7 separate regions of the Mus musculus genome follow, and all the other regions are linked to region 3. A link is a contact called in public HiCAR-type, HiChIP or PLAC-seq and promoter capture Hi-C data. All regions are on one chromosome and are shown on one strand. The core of a region is the stretch at or near the end of the contact, and the rest is flanking DNA. Distances in the headings are between cores, read along the strand shown.

Region 1 (2,826 bases), core at 74-2,573, 660 kb after region 3:
TTAGTATCTCTCATTCTCAATTATGAGTCTGCAGTCATCAATACCACTCAAATAGTGCCTTCCTTGCCTATAGCAACCGGCAGCAGCAGGAATCATGTACTTCGCATTGTTTAAGATGACAGCATGCAGGGCCAAAGAGTGGGAGTGGGTGGGTAGGGGGGTGGGGAGGAGGGTATGGGGGACTTTTGGGATAGCATTGGAAATGTAAATGAGGAAAATACCTAATTAAAAAAAAAGATGACAGCATGGCTCCTGAACTCTTACAAGAATTCCATTGGCAGCTCAGATCACAGATATCCACCTGGTCCCAAAGGACAGCACAGACCTCAGACACCAATGTGGCTTCCATGGCAGCACAGACCACAGACACCAAAAGCTGCAAAATATCTGTTGGGCTAACCAAGCCTTCAGTAGTTGTAGAGATTGCTGAAGCTGAGATCTGTGCACAGAGGAAGAAGGAAATCTGTGTCTCCACATGATATGCCATGGGAAGAACTTAGGCAGGCAGTAGATTTGCCTGTGTTTGAATTCCTAGATCAGAATACTATTGAGAAGCAAGAAAAGCAGAACTAGAAAAATTCAGGATAAACTCAACAGCAAAATATGCACACACACATACTTTGAAATACGCCTGAGAGCTCTTGCTTTTTTTCAGGGCCTGCCCCTTCCACAATGGGTTTTGTTAAAACCTGAGAGCCACATAAATCTATGTTCAAATTCATCATCAATATTCCATGTGTCCCAACTTCTCTGATTTCATTACACTATGTCATCTCCCATTCCCTATCAATCCACTTTGCCTGTCCATGTTGCTTGATTATGGAAGTTTCAGTTAGTGACCCTTAAGCCAGAGAGTGCTGAGAGTAATCCATGAGTCAGCCTCCAAGCCCACAACTTAAGAGAAAAAGACTCTGAGCATCAGGCCTCAGCTTGTAAGTACAAGCCAGAACAGGGTCCCAGTTCTCTGGGTGACTTGTTGAGGGGAATATCAAGGACCCATTGAAGGCACATACCAACTCATGCTTTGAAGACACAAATGGCACACATCTGTTTGCACCTGGTCCAAGTGAATAGACACACAGTAAACTTGGACCACCTAATAATCCTATTGAAGGTGAGAGAATCCACCTAATATAGTTGTTTGGCAGCCTCCCAGCAGAATATGCCAAGGCTCTCTGAACATTAAGTGTATTAATGTCACCGCTTGGAGAAGATGCTCACTTTTAACCAATGTTCAATTCGTCAGAAGCAAGCTCTGGCCAGGAAATCTGTCCCCGCAGTGGAGGGAAAGGAGCCAACTGTTCAGCTGAGCAGTACCTCATGAATAATTTTAATTTCTTCCACAAAAGAGAAACAAAAGGATTTGGTCAGTGTTAGTGTTTGGCGACTACACACCAAGGCTCTTTGAACCGCTTATTCTGATCTAACAGAGGAGAACACCCGGTCCAGGAAGGAAGATGTTGAATGATTTATGTCTGTGGACAACACACACTGATGGTAATGACAGGTCAGGAAAGAAATCCAATTGCAAACTTCTAATTAATGTATGTTTTATTTATGCATATAAACCCTGAAATATTCATGGAGGTGAGGGAGTGCATAATTAATGGACCCCATAGGAAATGTGTTTATGGTGGATGTTCAGGAGGTCCTGGATGTCTCCTGTCAAGGATGTAAAAGGAGCCTGAAGCTTCCAGAAGCTTGGAGTGCTCCCTGTTACTGGAAGTCTTGGCACCTCTGTGCAGTCTGGCAGCTGGTATCACAGGGTGTCCTTTGTAGTACCATGTCTCTGGCATGAGCATACCTTTCCTTTCAGGAAGAAAGCAAGCAAAGAGGATTCGTGTATCAATGAAGTACATCTAACATGTAGCAGGCATGTTTCCAGAGTTACTTCATTTAATCTTGCTGACAACAACCACCCTGTTAGGGCAGTGGGCTGCACACAGACAGCCTAGTCTCCAGTCAAGCAAAGGTCTGGAACCCCGGACCCCCGATGGATGATGATTTCCACCTACATGAGACAAAAGATGTTTGATCATGTCTCTCCGCCCCTGGCTCCTGGCGAAGTGTGTGGCTATCAGTCACATAGGAGCAGCACCAAGCCTTCCCACATGCAAATAAGGTTTTCCCCAAGCTCTCAGTCCAAACCAATGAGAGATACCTGCTGTTGAACCCTGAATCACCCCCAAAACTGTATATAAATCCTATCCAGGAATTAAAGGTGTGCGAGAACTACTCCATCATCTGAGTCTTTTGTTCCAAGAGCTGTAACACTTGGGAAGAGATCCTCTCTCCTGAAGAGCCACCTGAGGTCCTGCCCACTCCTCACTGGATAGTTGGCTTCTTGGAGTTACCGAGTGATCTGGAAGGCACAGCCTCCCTGCCCGCACTCACTTCCCTTCACCAGAACCCTCGCACCAGGCTTCTGGTACCCAGGCCCACATGTGAAGGCCCATGTGAGGCTCAAACACACACAAATGCACCTAACAGATACTGCAGGAAGGTGAGCCCTCCCACATCTCTGGAAACAATCTGTCTTCCTACTGTGCTTTCGGTCAGTGCCATCGCTCGGATTTAGACAAACTAAATGGGCAATTGAAGCCTTCTGACCAGAGCTACTCTCTGGTATTGGCTGAAGGTCCCCTCTGGCCTCTGTCTAAATCCCAACAGCCCGCAATGGGCGTTGGCAAAGACTCTCTATCTACCTTCCTAAAACAAAAAGAAAACCTGATAATGCAGCAGCCACTTAAAAGCCATAGGGTGGCTGCGGGTTCTTAAATCTGCAGGAAGGCTTAGCATTTGGACCTCTGTGGAATTCCCCGAAGC
Region 2 (2,700 bases), core at 43-2,542, 800 kb after region 3:
CGCCATTCATCTCCTTCCTTTTCTCTCCTTGACTGCACGCTTTTCCTCTTAGATAAGAAGGCATCCTGTCTGTTGTCTACACTCACTAGGAACTCAACTATAATGGGCCTCTCTTTTTCTATGTGATGGGCATTGTGATTTGAATAGGAAATCTCCCCCAGGGGCTCACGTGTTTGAACACAGTCTCCAGCTGGAAAGGTTTTGAGGTCTGTCAAGAAGAAGTGGGACACTTGGGGCTCTCTATCCATACCACACTCTTTTTGCACATTCTCTGCTTCCTGATGCAGAGGTGATAGAGCTCACCAGGCTCCTGCTCCTGCTGCCACCTCCTTCCTGTAGTGGTGAACTGCATTCCTTCCAATTATAATCCAGAAAACACCCTTCCTCTTTTAATTGCTTCTTGTGACATATTTGATCACAGCAAAGTAAACAAGTAACTAATATACAACAGGAAAAACAGCAGCAGCCAGCCCTATCCAACTCCAGTTTCCTTTCTTGGTCCAACTAAAAGCAAGAATGTTTTTTCCACAGTATCTATTTCAGCTCCAGGAGTGAATAGGAGTTTGCTCTGCTAGAATCACATAGCCACTCTCTGAGCCAATCACCAATACCTGAGGCATCGAGTTCAATCAGTGGCTAGTCCTGAGTGAGACAATGAGATATGAGGGGAGATGCAAAGGCCCAGGGACAGCCTTCTCCAAAATGGCTGCCTTGGATAAGCATGCTTAGCTGTATCCATGGCTCTAAGAACACTGGGTAACAAAAGCTAGGGCATGGCAACCTGAGGAGAGTTGTCAAGGATGGAGCCTATTCTCTAAATTTGAATTCACTATTAAGAACAAGATGATGGAAAGACAACTGACAAACATCAGGAACGCACCTCCAAACCGACACCATATAATTACACTGTTTACCAGAGATCTCACAAGCCAGACGACAAATGTTTCTCTGCAATTATCTGATTTCGTGTTGCATAATTTAGATGTTCAAGTTGTCAGGAAAGAGCACTTATCCATAAATATAAAATTATGGATGTGTATCATCCGGTTATAAGACAATCTGTAATTGGGGTATTTAAGAAAAGTGTACAGTAATTACTGAGGCACACTGTTTGGGAGGTATGCTACCTAACCAGGTAATGAAATTGCTGAACACAGCTTCTATCCAATTGTCATTCATTTGCAGATGGGAAGTATAATACAGCTTTTAATCAAGTCATGTACTATTCCACTTTACTGTGCATGAGGCAGAAGGTGCTTGGAATCTCTCTCTTTACAGTGGGAGAGCTGAGGTTCCTTCCTTGGCACAGAAGCTAAAAATAAAGGTTATGAAATCTTCAACAGAATTCTCCACCTGCCTTTAACATCTGTCTTCTCTCAGCCAATCCTTAGGAAAACCTTACTTGTTCATTGCCTCAGAACTGAGGCAGATCATTGGAGACCAAAAATAACATGGCTGAGTGCCTACTGTGTGCTGAATACTGCTCATTCACCATGTTTTATCTCAGCCACCCTCATTTTGTAACAGGAGGAAATCCAGGCTCAGGGCTGGCATCACTTGTTCACAGTACCATAGCTCCGGAGAGGCAGAGCCAGAATTTGAAATCAAGCCATCCAGACTCCAAGGTCTATGTGCTCACTGCCACAGCATAGATTTGGGAACTAGTAATGGCAAAGAATAAATGCCAAAGTTCCCTCCTAACTGTCAGGTTCTGTGATGTCAATTTTTGCAGCTCTACTCATAAATGGCACAAAAATAGCATCTGGAAAACCAAGGCTCAGGGGAACCAAATTCTGCTGGATGGTTTCATCATCTGTTGTAGTTTTCAAAGTGAACCCTGTAGAAATTCTCCCAAATCTCTCCACACTTGAGCCTGCACACAATCCACCAGCCACAGAATGCAGGTTTGGGATTTGAGTTGTCTGAAAATACAGACTCTTGTTTCTCCAAGCTATGAATATAAGCAAGCGACCTACAGTGGCAGAGTGTGCAAATGGAAGGGGAAGGATCGTGGAAGCAAACATGAGCTAGCCATGAAGACATGATAAGAAATGGTCTAGGTGAGAGACCAAATACACTGTCATGAAAGGAGCACAGACTGTGTTTCTGCCAAAGAAACTAATGTGTTCAGTGAGGAGCAAAGAAATAATACATGGAGAGGCTGGGAGGGTGGGGAGGGTGGACCAGTGAGTAAACTAACAGGCCATGCAAACATGAGGGCCAGAGTTCCATCCCAACTATCTAAGTAAAATATAAGCACGGTGGTAAACACCTGTCACCCCAGTACTGGGGCATGGGGAGACAGGTGGAGACAGGTAGATCACTGTAGCCAGTCAGCCAACGTAGCAGAATCAATTAACCATGGGTCCCGTGTATGATCCTGTCTGAAAAAAATTAGGCTGGAAAACAGCTAAAGACACCTGGTGTTAACATCTGGTCTCCACGTGCATGCTTATGCACATGTGCACACACACACATAAGTGCTTACACATACATATACACAGGTACACAAGTGCATAGTTTTATATACATGCACACATGTACACACATGCATAGTTTAACACACACACACACACACACACACACACACACACACACACACACGGCAAGTAGTCCAGAAAGCATACAGAAATGTAGGAAAAACAGGGCATCTCAGAAAGAACTGTCCACAGAGGCCAAGTTGGTGATAAAAATCAGTAG
Region 3 (2,700 bases), core at 111-2,610:
ACCCCGGTCGCCACATTGGCCACACCACTAGGCCTGGTTTTCCCACTGTGTTCATTCTTTATGATTTATGTTTCAGGCCTTTGCTTGTTCTCTAGATAGCTTTTAAAGATGGGGCTTGCTCTGCCTAGGCTGCACAGCCTCCTTAGTAGCTGGGGCTGCAGGTGTGCATTTATCTGAGCTAAGGCAGTGTAACATTCTCAAGTTCTCAGGTCAGAGTCTTGCATGATATCCATGCAAGAGAGAGGCCCAGCTTAGCCCGGCTCAGTCCAGCCCATTCACAGCCCCAGTAAATGGACCATTGCTCCAGTTTCTGCCTCTGTTGTATCACATTGCCCACCCCCATCCCCTTTTCCTTTACCGTCCAGATTCTGTCTGCTTCCTTGTTTTCTTTTGTGTAAAACCCCAGGGTATTCCACACACAACATCAGCTCCACAATAAACCCACGGGTCTCCAGGACCAGGGGCTCCTTTCTGTAGCCATATCGATCCCCCCTGGATGAGTTACTTTAGAGGGCTCTCATTTTTTCTTGGGTACCTACTACGTGTCAGGTTTTGTTAAATCTTTGACCATTGTCTTTTTATTGCAAAATAACCCTGAGAAATGGCATTTATTTATTTATTTATTTATTTATTTATTTATTTATTTTTACTGCTGTTGCTCGCCTGCTTTTTCAGATTATCAGTCATTAAAGGAGGAGGGTGACTCCTGAGTTTGGCAGACCTGCAATAACAAAAGCTACTACTCAGTATAGGAGTCCAAGAAGTTTCTTACAGTTGGTTCTCTGAACAAGGTGAAGTAGGCTCTGTGTTTGTTAGGGGCAGCTTCTGGCTGGGCTAGGAGCTGGCTAGCCGGCTAGCTGGCTAGCTCTCTGAGATTTTTTTTTTTTTTTTTAAATAAAGATCCGGATGCAATTCTATTCTTATGACTTAATCACTGTGGAGGCCAGTACTCTTAATACTTAGGATTTTAACATATGCATTTGGAGCATAAACATCCAGGTGACATGAGGCATCAAGGGAAGGGAAGAAAGGCAGAGACAGGTGTTGGGATTCAAGTGACTGACCGTACAAAGGTCAAATGTAGACATCTAACAAGGAGCCTCATGCCCAGCTGCTAGAATTGGAGCCAGTCAGTTTTCACAGCCAGTTAGCCCCAGGCTCTTGGCTTATCCGTTCTGGTGACTTAGAAGAGGCAACCACAGGGTTACGTTTTGTCTCGAACAACTTAGAGAAGGAAGCAGCAAGTGTGTATGTGTGTCTGTGGGTGCGCGTCTGTGTGTGTATGTGTGTGTATGCGCGCGCGCACGCGTGTCTGTGCTTGGAGAGAGTATATATGTTTCTGATTTTAAGCTCCCGGCTCTCTGACATCAGAGTGGGTTCCCATATCAGGGTGGTGAGGCATTGAGAGAAGCATCCTGGGCGGGTGTGTGCGTGTCGGCGTGCCTTGCGTGGAACAGAGATTGCTGCACCCAGCGCCAGGCACTGGAGGAGGAGGAATCCGTAGCAGAGATCTGAATAATTGATTCTTCAGCAGCACCAGACGCCCGGGAGCGGGCGGAGAGCGTGGTTTCAGCACCAAGGTTGCGCGCCACCGCAAGCTCCCCCCGTCACCAGCCAGACACCTAGGTCGGCCTTGTTCCGCTGCCGCCGTGCGCTCCAGAAGAGGGTGGCCGCGCTCCGCGTCGCCGCCTAGGGACTGCGGGGTCTGCCTTGGCCCGCCTCCGGGGTGGGCGGCTGCAGGCGGACCAGAGCTCCAAACAACGTCGGATTGCGCGGGGGTTGCTGCGTTGCGTCTCGCTGGCTGAGAACAAGTCCTAAGTTGCTGTGGTGGGCGCCTCTGCTTTCCTCTATCCTCCTAGGCGACCGCAGCAGAAGCGTGCCCTAGGATCCTGGCTTCTCCAGTGTTGTGAACCGCGGTGGCCAGGCTCTTTCCTGGGCTCCCGCTGACCAAGTGAGGAACCGAACGCCCAGCTCGGAGCTGGCCCTTCAGCGAAAGGGCCAGGAGGGAGCTGCGGTCCTCTGCCTGCGCCCTTCTCCGCCAGGGACCGCGGGGATCCCCGGCCACACGCGCGCGCGCGCTCCCACACTCACTCACACACACACACTCACACACTCACGCACGCCAAGCAGGAGCAGGACTGCGGAGAGGGTGTCCAGGCGCGCTCAGAGGACCTGGCAGCCGCTGTCCGGAGTGGAGCATAAAGCTGAGCCAGGGCTCTAGGAGAGAGGCTCCTGGGGTGCTGTGCCTGAGCATGGGGCCGGATGAGCTCTGAGAGTCGCGGCGGCAGCAATCAGCCCTGGAGATGACCAGGGGTGGCCACTGCTGAGAACTATGTGGAGAGAGGCTGCGGTGAGTGCTGGCGCGGGACGCCGAGCCTGGGAGGGCCCTGTGAGAAGCTGGTGGGGGGAAGGTATGGATAGGAGGGGGCGGCAGGACGCACAAGAGGGTCGCTACGTGGGAGTGATCACACCTCCCTCGGGGATCCGGGACCGCGGGAGCCCGCGTCCTTCCCTCCCCCTCTTCTCCTCCCGGCTCATAGCAAACTCAGCCAGCGCCCCCTCCTTTCCTGCCCCCCACCCCCCACCCCAGGCTCAGCAGCTCCTGGTCGCACAACTCCCAGTAGCCGGGCGCCGAGGTGGTGGTAGGGGGTGAGGGTGGAGGTTCCCACTAAGCTTCTCGTGGGTGGCCAACCTGGGGCT
Region 4 (2,700 bases), core at 47-2,546, 900 kb after region 3:
ATTGTTTTCCAAGACTTATGGCAGACCTCATGCAGCTTGGACTGCAGAAGGAATTGTTAATAACTTTCACCTCCAGGAATAGTTCAGGCTCAGTGAAACCACAAAACTGGACCACCCTGTAGGTGGAAGGAAAGGTTTATTCAAACTGCCAAGAAAGTACCAAAGAGAGTATCAAAAGGTGGGAAAGCCTAGTCAGGTTTAAAGGAGTATTTGCAGCAGAGGGAGGGAATGTGTAAGTGGGAACAGCCTGGGAGTTTTCAGTCATTGTGGAGAGGAGGTCTGCAGGCTGGAAGAGCTTGGGAACGGGAACGGGGTGGGGACTTTGATGTATGCTGCACCTATGTGTTAATATGCCCTAGATGCTGCATTGCCTGTAAGAGCAGATGAGGGTGGGCTGTAACGGTTTGTCCTGACAAACAAGGTTCTGAAGAGCACAGCTTTTAAGGTTTTGTTTATCCCCAGCAAAGCTTCTGTTTACCTGGTCAGAGCACAGCCTGAGCTGAGCCCAGACCTCCTTTCCAACAAGGACACTGCCACTTGGGGGCCCACCTTGGGCCGAAACACCCAACACTCTGGAGCAGAAGACAGGAGAATCACAAGAGCCAGGCTAGTTTTGAGTACAAAATGAGATTCTATACACACACACACACATACACACACCATGAATTTAAAAAAAAAATTAAGTCATTTTGGGGGGCTGGAGTGATGGCTTGGTGGTTAAGAGCACCAATTGCTCTTTCAGGTGATCCAAGTTCAGTCCCCAGCACCCACATGGTGACTTGTTACTAACTGTAACTCTAGTCCCAGGGGATTCAATGCCCTCTTCTGTCCCACATGGGAATGGTGCACAGACATAAATGCAGGCAAAATAAACTTTAAAAAAAAAAAGTTAAGTCTTTTTGTCCCCATGACTAGCAAAGATGAAAACACTGTGGGGATGCTTTGAACCCGTGCTAAACAAGGGAGTGCCCATCTGGTAGGAGCTGAGTTTGTTCAGCTCACTGCAGTTAGAATCTGCTGAGGTTTGTTTGTTTGTGTTTGTTTGTGTTCCAGTGGAGTCACAATTCCAAGCTGCTATGGGTGTGGATGTGCATTGGGATCAGAAGGCAGTAGAAGACACAAGCTGACTTCTCCTTTCCATCTCCTCCTTAACATCGAGTTAGCCACTGGTCTTTAATGCCAGCCTCTCCATACTGTTTGGCGGATTCCAAAAAAAGGACTCATGCCTACCCTTGCCACAAAGTTTCAACCCTGTCAAGGAAAACACAATCAATGCCACAGTGAGGCCCCAGGGTCCCCATTGTTCTCATTGTTCTCCGAGCCCAGGAGCTTCCTCCGGCCCCTCTTTGAAATAAACTCTGAAAGAAACGATCTCTTTGTGGCCATAATTCTTTCTCCCAGCTCCACAAATCAGTACCAATCCCAGCTAAGTGTTCTGACGTGTCCTGGACCCTCGCTTCCCCCCACGAAACCTCAGAAAGTTAATTCAGGACAGATGAGAACTGGTCAGCCCTCAGCCATTTTCAATCTTGGAAACCTCCAAAAATAGCTAAACTCTAATGCATATTTCAGGTTAGGCTTGTTTATTTTTCCTCCATCCATGCCAGCAAGCTAATTTCCCCAGAGGGAGGAAGGGAAGTGAAGGCTTCGTTCAGAAAACAGAACACTCTGAGTGTCTCCCTTGATTACCAAGAGGAAGCTCGGCCTGGGCTCTGGATCTGCACCTCAGAGAGGCCCCAGGGCAAAGCCTTTTTTCTCCGTGGACAAGGTATTTAAGCACACCCAACTGGGAGGTCCCACAGAAGCCAAAGAGTGAACTCGGACTTTCAGCATTCTCTTTTTCCACAGGGCCATGGATGAGGCAGCTGGACCCTACCTTGAGCCCTCTTGGCATCCAGGCAGGGGAAAGTAAGGAAGAGGTGACCATAGTTTAGTGCCAAAGCAAGAAAAAGCCAAGATAAACCCAGGGACTGCGGCTAGAGTCAAGAATGGAGTAACAACAGGCTGATCCTGGAAGCTGAAAAGTCCTTTAGATGTCTTTGTGTCACAGAGCTCAGCCAGGTGCAAGCAGGATGGAACACAGTATAAACAGAAGGAAGCCCCAGGCTGGGGAGATAGCTCGATTGCTAAAGCACTTTCGCGTAATCGTGAGGACCTGAGTTCAATACTCCAGAACCCACATTTAAGAGATAATAAAGAAAGCCAAGCATAGTGATACATGCTCTATCCCTACACTGGGGATGCAGAAATAGGTGGATCCTTGGGGCTCCCTGGCCTTCTAGCCTAGCCTAGCCTACCTCACAAGTTCCAAGTCCATGGGAGATTGTCGCCAAAAAAGTAAATAATAAATAAATAAATAAATAAAAATTTAAAACCCTGGATGGTATCTGAGGAATAACAGCTGAAGTTGTCCTATATTCTCTATGTTCATGTGCACACAACTGCAATCACATCTGCATCCACAAGCACCTGTACACAAATAAACACACATACACACACAGAGCTCTATCCATTCACTGCTAACGATGTGCCTCACCTAATGGCAGTCACAATTATAGCCTCTGACACCCCACGAGCTTTCTCTCTGCTAATGGAGACAGTGGATGAGAAAACAGTTTCCTTGCCCACAACCCAGACTCTTTCCGTGCTTCTGATGAAAACTCCTTGGTTGCATAAGCAACATGGGGCATGAAAACTTGA
Region 5 (2,700 bases), core at 13-2,512, 850 kb after region 3:
TCTTAAATTAATGACCTCTTAAGAAATTAAATTATTGATTAATGCCTCTGATGCCTCTGTGGCCAACTTGATTATAGCAGGAAGGAAGCACATGTGACGTGTCCCTTCCCCTCATCTCAAAGGGTCATATGACTCACAGCAACTGAAGGTGTGCTCTGCTCAGTCCACATGAAAAACATATATAATAAAATAAGGAGGGAAGAAAATCACAGGGATCGCTGGGAACACATTTATAGGCTACCTGGCCATGCTGTGAGGTGGAGGAAGGCTTCCTGGAGGAGGCAATTCCCAGTCAAGGTCAAAACCAGATGCAAGTACATACTTCCACAGGAAGAAGGTGGAAGCAGGCAAGACTAAGATGCTAAAGAGACATGTAGATGAGTAGTCCCTGTTCTCTCGAAACACTTCGGAACTTTCACCCCTAAATCGACTAATTCTCCAGATCTTGACACCAACAGGACATCCTAATTTGATTCCAAAACTGCTCAGAGTCGGGCAGACCTTAGAGCAAAACCCTGCGAGTTGATCCTCTTTCTACTCCAGATCCAAATTCCAGGTCACCTGCCCTGAGAACCCCTGTTCCCACCTGATCGCCTGCACTAAGAACCCCTGTTCCCACCTGGTCACCTGCACTTGCAACCTGTGTTCCCACCTGGTCACCTGCACTAAGAACCCCTGTTCCCACCTGGTCACCTGCACTTGGAACCTGTGTTCCCACCTGATCACCTGCACTAAGAACCCCTGTTCCCACCTGGTCACCTGCACTTGGAACCTGTGTTCCCACCTGATCACCTGCACTAAGAACCCCTGTTCCCACCTGGTCACCTGCACTTGGAACCTGTGTTCCCACCTGATCACCTGCACTAAGAACCCCTATTCCCACCTGGTCACCTGCACTTGGAACTTGTGGTTCCCACCACCACTGATCAGGTGTGATTATTTCCCAGAGTGCCTCAAAAACACTCAAGGAAACTGCTTGCTTAGGATCCTAAATGAACAGCCAGGTAAAGAGGCCAGAGGATGAGATCCAAAGGGTCTCAGACCAGATCCCAAGTCCCAATTAGGGTGCCATCCTCCCCACATGTGAATACATTCACTAGTCCATTGCTTGTAGTTTTTCCAGAGGCTCCATCCCACAAGCACAGTTGATGAGGTTCCTGGCCATTGGTGCCTTGACTCCTTCTCCAGCCCTCCTTGAGCCACAGAGGTCTGTGTGGGCCAGAAAAGTCCAGCTTACAATAGCAAATTTGGTACTTCCCCAGCCAGATAGCCTCATTAGCATACAGAAAGGCACTCAGAAGAGTCAAGGGTTTTTAAAGGTCTTGTGTTAGGAACTAAGACCAAAGAATGAAACAAAAGAGCTCTCATCTCATCTGTCCCACCCAAAAGGTTAAAAGCGTTTTACTAGCTGTGTGCCAGGAACTGAAGCAGAGATCAAATACATTCCTTATGTCACAGCGATTCCTGTTTTAAGCGCATTTGGAGAGGGTGGTGCCAGGGAGCAGGGGAAGAGAAGGAAAGCTAGTTCAGTTAGGGAAGGCTCCAGGTTTGGCTGAGGAGTTCCCACTTTAGGAAAATCCCATGTTTTACCAAACTCAAGCTGGCAGTCATTGACGAGAGGGCAAGAGGGGCCCCAGGCTGGAGCTCCCACAGTGACTCCCTAGGGAGCCTGGGTCTGTGGCCCCAGCACTGAAGCTGGGGAGGGCACTGGCTCCTGGGGAGGGCACTGGCTCCTTGCCCTTGCCCTGGCTCTTGCAGTCTCAGAAACAGTCTGTGTTTTTCCAGAAGAAAAACCTGGATCCAAAGCAGAGCATCCTCTCCTGGGAGAGAATAAAGCTGATGCTGTTGATTGCCCTTTCCTGAGCTTCCTCATTAGTAAAGGCGTGGTCAGTGCAACTCTTCAGCTGCCATCATCTGCATGGGAACAGGAAAGAAGGCTGTCTGCGCACCCGCCCACCCGCCTGCCAGGAAAGAGACACTTGAGACCTGCTGGATTTAGTGTCTACCCTAATAAACTTCAGTGACTACCAATAGTCTCAACCAGGGTATCCACAGTGTGGTCAAAGGTCCCAAAAGCCAGAGGTATGTCCAGAGGTATGAGGCCAGAAGCCCAGAAGCTTGGAATACCCAAGATACAGTTCACAAACCACATGAAACTCAAGAAAAAGGAAGACCATAGTGTGGATACTTCTATCCATCTTAGAAGGGGGGAACAAAACACCCATGGAAGGAGTTACAAAGTGTGGAGTAGAGACTGAAGAAATGACCATCTAGAGACTGACTCACCTGGCGATCCATCCCATATACGATCACCAAACTCAGACACTGTTGTGGATGCCAACAAGTGCTTACTGACAGGAGCCTAATATAGCTCTCTCCTGTGAGGCTCTGCCAGTGCCTCACAAACACAGAGGTGGATGCTCACAGCCATCCATTGGACTGAGCATAGGATCCCCAATGAAGGAGCTAGAGAAAGGACCCAAGGAGCTGAAGGGGTTTGCAGTCACATAAGAGGAACAATATGAAATAACCAGTACCCCCAGGGCTCCCTGGGACTAAACCACCAATCAAAGAAAACATATGGTGGGACTCATGGCTCCAGCTGCATATGCAGCAGAGGATGGCCTAGTCAGTCATCAATGGGAGGAGAGGCCCTTTGTCCTATGAAGGTTCTATGCCCCAGTGTTGGGTAATGCCAGG
Region 6 (2,894 bases), core at 304-2,803, 860 kb after region 3:
CTATCTCTAGTTCAAAAAAATGATAGGGTGAGGAAGATATACCATGCTAACCCTGACCAAAAAGATCTAGGGTAAAAAAATCCATCCTGTGAGAGCACAGATAAAAGGATGCAGTATGCTTACACCAGCCAGGAGAGAACCGGGGTAACTGCTAGTGATACAGTGTGGATTGCAGAGAGTGTGAATTCATCTCATGAAGATATGGGCTCAGTCCATCAAGAGGACATAACAGTATGAAACGTTCAGCACATAGAACAATTTTTTGTTTCAGAATTTTATAAAGCCAAACCAGAGAGAATGTCACAAAAAATAGACAAGTCCATAATCATAGTCGGAACTTCTCTCCATAAATTAATATAACCAGAGCTCAGAATATGAACAGGCTTACAGCAGACTCAAACACAGTCATCAATCAACCTGTCTATCTAGCACTTAGAGGAAAATTGGCAGTGGTTAGAGCACCAACTACCATTTCAAAGGTTTTCAAAAGACCTGAGTGTAATTCCCAGCACTCACATCAAGCAACTTACAATCACCTGTAACTCCAGTTTCAAGGCATCCAACTCTTCTGACCTTGTAAGACCCAATGAGCCTTAGTCCAGGATGTCCCACTCACAGAAACACAGAGACGGAGATCGATGCAATAAAAATGAGGTTTATTGATCAGGTGTGCCGGGGGCCATCCTGCAATAGGGGCAGAGGTGACCCTGAATCTCCTAGGCCCACACTTTTTATACAGTTTAAGGGAAGGCCTTGATAACAACAAGAGTTGGTTTAAGCCCATTGTTGGCCCCAGCTGACTTTTTCTTTCCCCCCTTTAGAAATGGTAATTAGCCTCTCCCTTCCAGAGAGACAAGTGTCTTTCATGACCTTCCTTAACCAGCATTGATGGCCCTGGGTGTGGTGAGGTCTTAGTCACCAGAAGAGGGAACTAAACATTCTTGGTCATTAGCTGCACCTGCCTTGCTTTCTTGTAAAGCTTGTTTGGCTGGGACATCACAGGAAGGGAGTGCTCAACACAACCTTCTGGGGGGATGGTCTTTCAGGTCATCTTATATTCTCTAAGATTACAGATTCCCACAACCTCTGTAGGCACCTGCACTCATGTGCACATACCTACATATAGACATTCACACACACACACACACATACATAATTTAAAACAATAAAGTTACTTTTAATTGATTCATGTCTCACATGCCTATAAAAATAATCAAAATGGATCACACGCTTAGGCATAAAATGTTAAACTGTGAAATTTCTCAAGAGAACAAAAACAAACAGAATGAAACCTTTGCAACCTTGGGTTTCTCAGACATGATACCAAAAACAAGATCCAGGAAAAAAACAAACAAACAAAACAAAACAAAACAAAAAAAAAACATAGCTCTTGCCCAAGTTTAAAATGTTATACCTTCAAAGGACATCCTTACAGAAATAAAAAGAACCACCTGAAGCAAAATTTTGTGAGACAGATGCCGACCAAGGACTTGTGTCCAGATCATTTAAGGAACCCTGAAGACTCAAAGGGAAGTTAGGCTGGTGAAATGACTCAGCAGAAAAAGAGAAGTTAGGCTGGTGAGATGACTCAGCAGAAAAAGGCAGCACTGGATGAACTTGGTGATCTGGATTTCATTCCCTGGGATCCGTTTAAGGGATGACTCCACAGTGTGGTCCTCTGACCTACACACACACACACACACACACACACACACACACACACGAGTATGTACACACCTGTCACACACATCATATATATACATACAGTAATAATAATGTTTATTTAAAATGCTTCTTAAATGAGCAAAACAGTTTAGCAAACACTTAAATTAAAAATTAAATTAAAAGCATATCTGTTGCTGGGTGGTGGTGGTGCATGCCTTTAATCACAGCACTTGGGAGGCAGAGGCAAGTGGATTTCTGAGTTCGAGGCCAGCCTGGTCTGCAGAGTGAGTTCCAGGACAGCCAAAGCTACACAGAGAAACCCTGTCTTGAAGAAAAACAACAACAACAACAACAACAACAACAAAAGCACATCTGTTATACAGAATAAGCAGGTTATATTTAGAAATATATGTATATACATATGTGCATATAATAACAGTTAATGAAGAAAAGAGGCCCTGAATTTCAAAGACTGCAAAGAACAGAATATGGGAGGAATTGAAGAAGGACAGGGAAGGGAGAAAATGTTTTTTAAAGTAATATGTGTGTGTGTGTGTGTGTGTGTGTGTTCATACATATAATAACATGACACAGACATAGGTGTTCCATGTCATTGGCCATTAGGGAGAACCAAGATATACTATTACCTTCCTACCGTAGCAGCTACAACTTTGACAATCACATGCACTTATGATGCAGTCATTGCCCATCTAGCTATTCACTCAAGAGAAATGAAAATCTGTGTCCATACAAAGTCACGTGTCCTGTAGGCTAAGGCCAGTTCCACTCCACTCCTGCCAGTGACCTTGGCTGTTGTTCCATGGTCCTGCATCTCTTGGTACCAACTTCAGATCTAGTTTGCTTTCTGTCTCTATGACAAAGCACTGGCCAAAGCCAAGCTGCAGGGACGAAAGGTTACTTGGTTACTTGGCTTACAAGTTGCAGTTTGTCCTCAAGTGAAACCAGGGACAAAAGCTGAGACAGGGACATGGAGACAGGACCTGAAGCAGAGGCCATGGAGGAACACAACTCATTGGACTGCTTCTCCTGGCTTGTTCAGCTCTCGTTCTTATACAGCCCAAGCCCATATGCCCAGGGATGGCACTGCCCACAGTGGGCTAGTCCCTCCAAAGCCATCAGCAATTGAGAAAATGACATGCCCACAGATGTGCCCACACACCAATCTGATAAAAGGAAACTCCTGGATTGAGAGTCCCTTTCCCAAGCGT
Region 7 (2,700 bases), core at 63-2,562, 920 kb after region 3:
AAAGAGTGACAATGTAAAAACCAGAGTTTTAAAACATTTCCTGGTGTTCCCTTCCTCTGGTAAGGTTTAATAATAGGGCTTTCATCACTGGGATGAAGCACTTGTAATAATAGGGCTTTCATCACTGGGATGAAGCACTTGGGAAAAGGAGTTGTTGGGACTCACAGTTTAGAGGACTCAGCCTGACGTCATCTGGATCCATTGCTATGAGTCTGACCTAAGGCAGAATGCCACAGTGGAAAGGTGGGGCTGAACAGTCTGCTCACCTCATAGAGACCAGGACACAGAGAGAGAGCACTTGTGATGACAGAGGGCTTCCTCTTTTATCTACATTGATGCCATCTAGGCCTCAGCCTGTAGAACAATGCTGTCCATATTTAGAGCACCCTCACAGATACACAGAAAGGCATTGCCTAGGTGCCTCTCAATGCAATCAAGCTGACAATCAGTGTTAACTGCCACAGAGAAGCTTCACTCAATAAAATATTTGCCTTACTTACATAAAGACAAGAATGTTAGAGCTCATGTGGAATCCAATGGTCCCAGCACTGGAGATGTGCAGATCCTCGGGGTGCACTAGCCAGCCTAGTAGACAAGTTCCAGGTCGGTGGGAGACCCTGTCTCAAAACAACAAAGATGGACAATGCCCGGGAATGACAGCCTAGGTTGCCCACATGCACATTTGCATAACCACACACATGCACACGTGCGCGCGCACACACACACCTGTATACACATATGCAGATACCCAGGTATATGTTCTGCTTAAGTTAGCCTTAACCAATCTAAGCTGAGTCAAACTAAAATTAGTCGAGTTGAAGTGAGTTGAGCAGAACCAAGTTGGGGCAGGTGTCTCTCAGGACTGAAATGCTTGGAAAAGTGTGGACTTGTGCCCAATGGATTGGAGATGGAAAAGGCACAAAGTTAAGGACCCACAGCCTGATGCATCAGTCAAAAGCAAGAATCTGAAAAAAAATTAAAAAAAAAAAAAAGCAAGAATCTGGGAATTAGACATGTTGTTTTGTAAGACTCTGGGGAGCCTTAGCTTACCAGGGGACCCACCCCCACCCCCACCCCCCAGTGAACCACGTGGAGCCAGGATCGATGCAAAAAGCAAGAGGAATTTGTTCCAGTGCACTGGGGTGGTGCGAGACCGGAAGGAGAGGCAGTGACCACCAGCACCTGTTTGGCGAGTTTTTATATGGTTTCCAGGGGCAGAACAGAGCATCAGCAACTAGGCACAATATGATTGGTGGAACAGTGCACCCTTTAACTGATTGGTCTTTAGGGAATGAGGTGACAAGGACTTCCCTTGTCTGAAAGTGAGCAATGGTCAGTCCTGTGGAATGTGTCCCCACCCGCAGGTCGGCTCCCACCCTGTGGTCTGAGAAATGCTAATTAGCCTCTCCCTTCATGACCTTCCCAAAGTTCCTGAGCTGATTTTTTCAGTTTCTCCCCCTTCACTTTGCAACGTCTGTGTAACTTAGGGCAAGTTATTTAACCTCTAAGAATCTCGGTGGCCTGGTCTGCAAATGAAGGGTGATATGATAGTCACAGCAACTGTCATGAAATCACCGGAATTGATATTTGAAAGTGTCAGGAATGATGCCAGCACCACTCCTCTCTGTTACTATCCATCAACAGGTGACAAAGGAGAAAGAGGGACTTGCCACCGTGACACTGAGGGCTGCCAACACATGCCTGAATCCTGCTTGTGCTGTCCCAGCTGACTTTCAATGATTCTTGAATTTCTGTTCAGGCTGCTGGTGTTTTTGCTTTTACGTCCCAGTGTCTGGAAGGAACAGATGCACAAGCTCATGAATAAGAGGACAAATGCTTTGTTGCCACACAGCAGACTGAGCCATTACACATACATGTGCCTTACATATGCGTAGTGTGCATCCGATACATTCTGTTTTCATATCTGTTTGGTGCTGTCATTACACTGGTGTACAGAGGAGCAACCCAAAGTGCACTTCATTTTCCTAAATGGCTGAGCACAGATCCAGCCTTGCAGAGCCTCTGTCCTCCACTGCCTGACCTTCTTGAAATACATACATGGTCTCACTTAACAGACTAGGCTGAGACCAAATATACATCGCTTTAAGGCACGTTGAGCTGGTCTCCATATTTGTGGTTCTCTTCCTTGCATGGCACACTCCACAAACTGGCCTGATGCTCCCTAGTCAGCTCCCAGAGGCCTCTGGGACAATACATAGGCTCTGCTCACAATCTTCTGGGGGTTATACAGGGGCCAGCCTTGAGCAGTGATCTCTCTACACTAGGGAAAAAAAGCTCACCTCACTGACAGCTTTTGAACACCCAAGCGTACCCAAATGTGTGTAGGTATATGTGTATGAAGGTGCATGTAGAGATGTGTATGCACACATGTAGAGGTCAAAGGACAGCCTCAGCTGTCATTCATTATTCATTGTCCAGCTTGATTTTTGAGACAGTGTTTCTCATTGGTCTGGAACTTGCCAGTTTCGCACAGCCAAACATCTGCCCATCTTAGCCCTCTGAGCACTTCTCAGAACTAGGATTGCAAGTACGTACCACCCCAACCCAGCTGTTTGGTGTTTTGGGGGGGTAGTTTTGGTTGTTAGGGTTTTATTTTTGTTTTGTTTTTGTTTTTGCTTTTTTTTCTTTAATGTGGATTCTGGGTATCAAACTCAGGTCCTCGTACTTGCTAGACAAGCA

What was found. Promoter capture Hi-C pulls out the DNA fragments that hold promoters and counts their contacts. HiCAR-type assays count read pairs that join an accessible place to other places. HiChIP or PLAC-seq counts read pairs in DNA pulled down with a chosen protein or histone mark.
Region 1: an H3K27ac HiChIP or PLAC-seq map of VIP interneurons shows a contact between it and region 3, with 12 times the contacts expected there. The contact joins the enhancer-like site here to the promoter of Grin2a in region 3. A contact is called at or near these places in 5 of 39 promoter capture datasets (embryonic stem cells, hippocampal neurons, liver and 2 more), 1 of 484 Hi-C or Micro-C datasets (muscle stem cells), 8 of 115 datasets of contacts at active chromatin or transcription factors (SST interneurons, VIP interneurons, embryonic forebrain and 4 more) and 1 of 9 other capture datasets (liver).
Region 2: a contact with region 3 is called in a promoter capture Hi-C map of hippocampal neurons, with 7 times the contacts expected there. The contact joins the enhancer-like site here to the promoter of Grin2a in region 3. A contact is called at or near these places in 3 of 39 promoter capture datasets (hippocampal neurons, liver and stem cell-derived epiblast-like cells), 2 of 484 Hi-C or Micro-C datasets (cerebral cortex and embryonic fibroblasts), 6 of 115 datasets of contacts at active chromatin or transcription factors (SST interneurons, embryonic forebrain, embryonic hindbrain and 2 more) and 2 of 9 other capture datasets (adipose tissue and embryonic stem cells).
Region 4: a contact with region 3 is called in a HiCAR-type map of embryonic stem cells, with 6 times the contacts expected there. The contact joins the enhancer-like site here to the promoter of Grin2a in region 3. A contact is called at or near these places in 2 of 39 promoter capture datasets (cranial neural crest and liver), 1 of 484 Hi-C or Micro-C datasets (embryonic fibroblasts), 6 of 115 datasets of contacts at active chromatin or transcription factors (embryonic forebrain, embryonic midbrain, embryonic stem cells and 2 more) and 1 of 9 other capture datasets (embryonic stem cells).
Region 5: a contact with region 3 is called in a promoter capture Hi-C map of embryonic stem cells, with 6 times the contacts expected there. The contact joins the enhancer-like site here to the promoter of Grin2a in region 3. A contact is called at or near these places in 5 of 39 promoter capture datasets (embryonic stem cells, frontonasal cranial neural crest, hippocampal neurons and 2 more), 5 of 115 datasets of contacts at active chromatin or transcription factors (embryonic forebrain, embryonic stem cells, forebrain and 1 more) and 1 of 9 other capture datasets (embryonic stem cells).
Region 6: a contact with region 3 is called in an H3K27ac HiChIP or PLAC-seq map of embryonic stem cells, with 15 times the contacts expected there. The contact joins the enhancer-like site here to the promoter of Grin2a in region 3. A contact is called at or near these places in 3 of 39 promoter capture datasets (cranial neural crest, embryonic stem cells and hippocampal neurons), 1 of 484 Hi-C or Micro-C datasets (embryonic stem cells), 13 of 115 datasets of contacts at active chromatin or transcription factors (VIP interneurons, embryonic forebrain, embryonic stem cells and 3 more) and 2 of 9 other capture datasets (embryonic stem cells and liver).
Region 7: an H3K27ac HiChIP or PLAC-seq map of embryonic stem cells shows a contact between it and region 3, with 10 times the contacts expected there. The contact joins the enhancer-like site here to the promoter of Grin2a in region 3. A contact is called at or near these places in 5 of 39 promoter capture datasets (cranial neural crest, hippocampal neurons, liver and 1 more), 1 of 484 Hi-C or Micro-C datasets (cortical neurons), 3 of 115 datasets of contacts at active chromatin or transcription factors (embryonic midbrain, embryonic stem cells and forebrain) and 4 of 9 other capture datasets (adipose tissue, embryonic stem cells, liver and 1 more).

The regions. Positions count from the first base shown.
Region 1 is chr16:9,334,753-9,337,578 of GRCm38.p6, reverse strand. No RefSeq gene overlaps it. Among named protein-coding and RNA genes, the nearest start is that of Gm41418, 56 kb to the right of the region's middle. Within about 2 kb of position 1,323, at least 5 of the 459 cell types and tissues checked have an H3K27ac peak or open chromatin away from gene starts, as enhancers often do. A contact at or near this core is called in VIP interneurons, where this site is marked.
Region 2 is chr16:9,197,918-9,200,617 of GRCm38.p6, reverse strand. No RefSeq gene overlaps it. Among named protein-coding and RNA genes, the nearest start is that of Gm41418, 81 kb to the left of the region's middle. Within about 2 kb of position 1,292, at least 6 of the 459 cell types and tissues checked have an H3K27ac peak or open chromatin away from gene starts, as enhancers often do. A contact at or near this core is called in hippocampal neurons, where this site is marked.
Region 3 is chr16:9,994,473-9,997,172 of GRCm38.p6, reverse strand. Grin2a (glutamate receptor, ionotropic, NMDA2A (epsilon 1)) reads left to right here and starts at 1,360. Exons shown (of 14, transcript NM_008170.4): 1 at 1,360-2,350.
Region 4 is chr16:9,091,282-9,093,981 of GRCm38.p6, reverse strand. No RefSeq gene overlaps it. Among named protein-coding and RNA genes, the nearest start is that of Gm30567, 38 kb to the right of the region's middle. Within about 2 kb of position 1,296, at least 35 of the 459 cell types and tissues checked have an H3K27ac peak or open chromatin away from gene starts, as enhancers often do. A contact at or near this core is called in embryonic stem cells, where this site is marked.
Region 5 is chr16:9,148,618-9,151,317 of GRCm38.p6, reverse strand. No RefSeq gene overlaps it. Among named protein-coding and RNA genes, the nearest start is that of Gm30567, 95 kb to the right of the region's middle. Within about 2 kb of position 1,262, at least 13 of the 459 cell types and tissues checked have an H3K27ac peak or open chromatin away from gene starts, as enhancers often do. A contact at or near this core is called in embryonic stem cells, where this site is marked.
Region 6 is chr16:9,130,995-9,133,888 of GRCm38.p6, reverse strand. No RefSeq gene overlaps it. Among named protein-coding and RNA genes, the nearest start is that of Gm30567, 78 kb to the right of the region's middle. Within about 2 kb of position 1,553, at least 26 of the 459 cell types and tissues checked have an H3K27ac peak or open chromatin away from gene starts, as enhancers often do. A contact at or near this core is called in embryonic stem cells, where this site is marked.
Region 7 is chr16:9,070,868-9,073,567 of GRCm38.p6, reverse strand. No RefSeq gene overlaps it. Among named protein-coding and RNA genes, the nearest start is that of Gm30567, 18 kb to the right of the region's middle. Within about 2 kb of position 1,312, at least 4 of the 459 cell types and tissues checked have an H3K27ac peak or open chromatin away from gene starts, as enhancers often do. A contact at or near this core is called in embryonic stem cells, where this site is marked.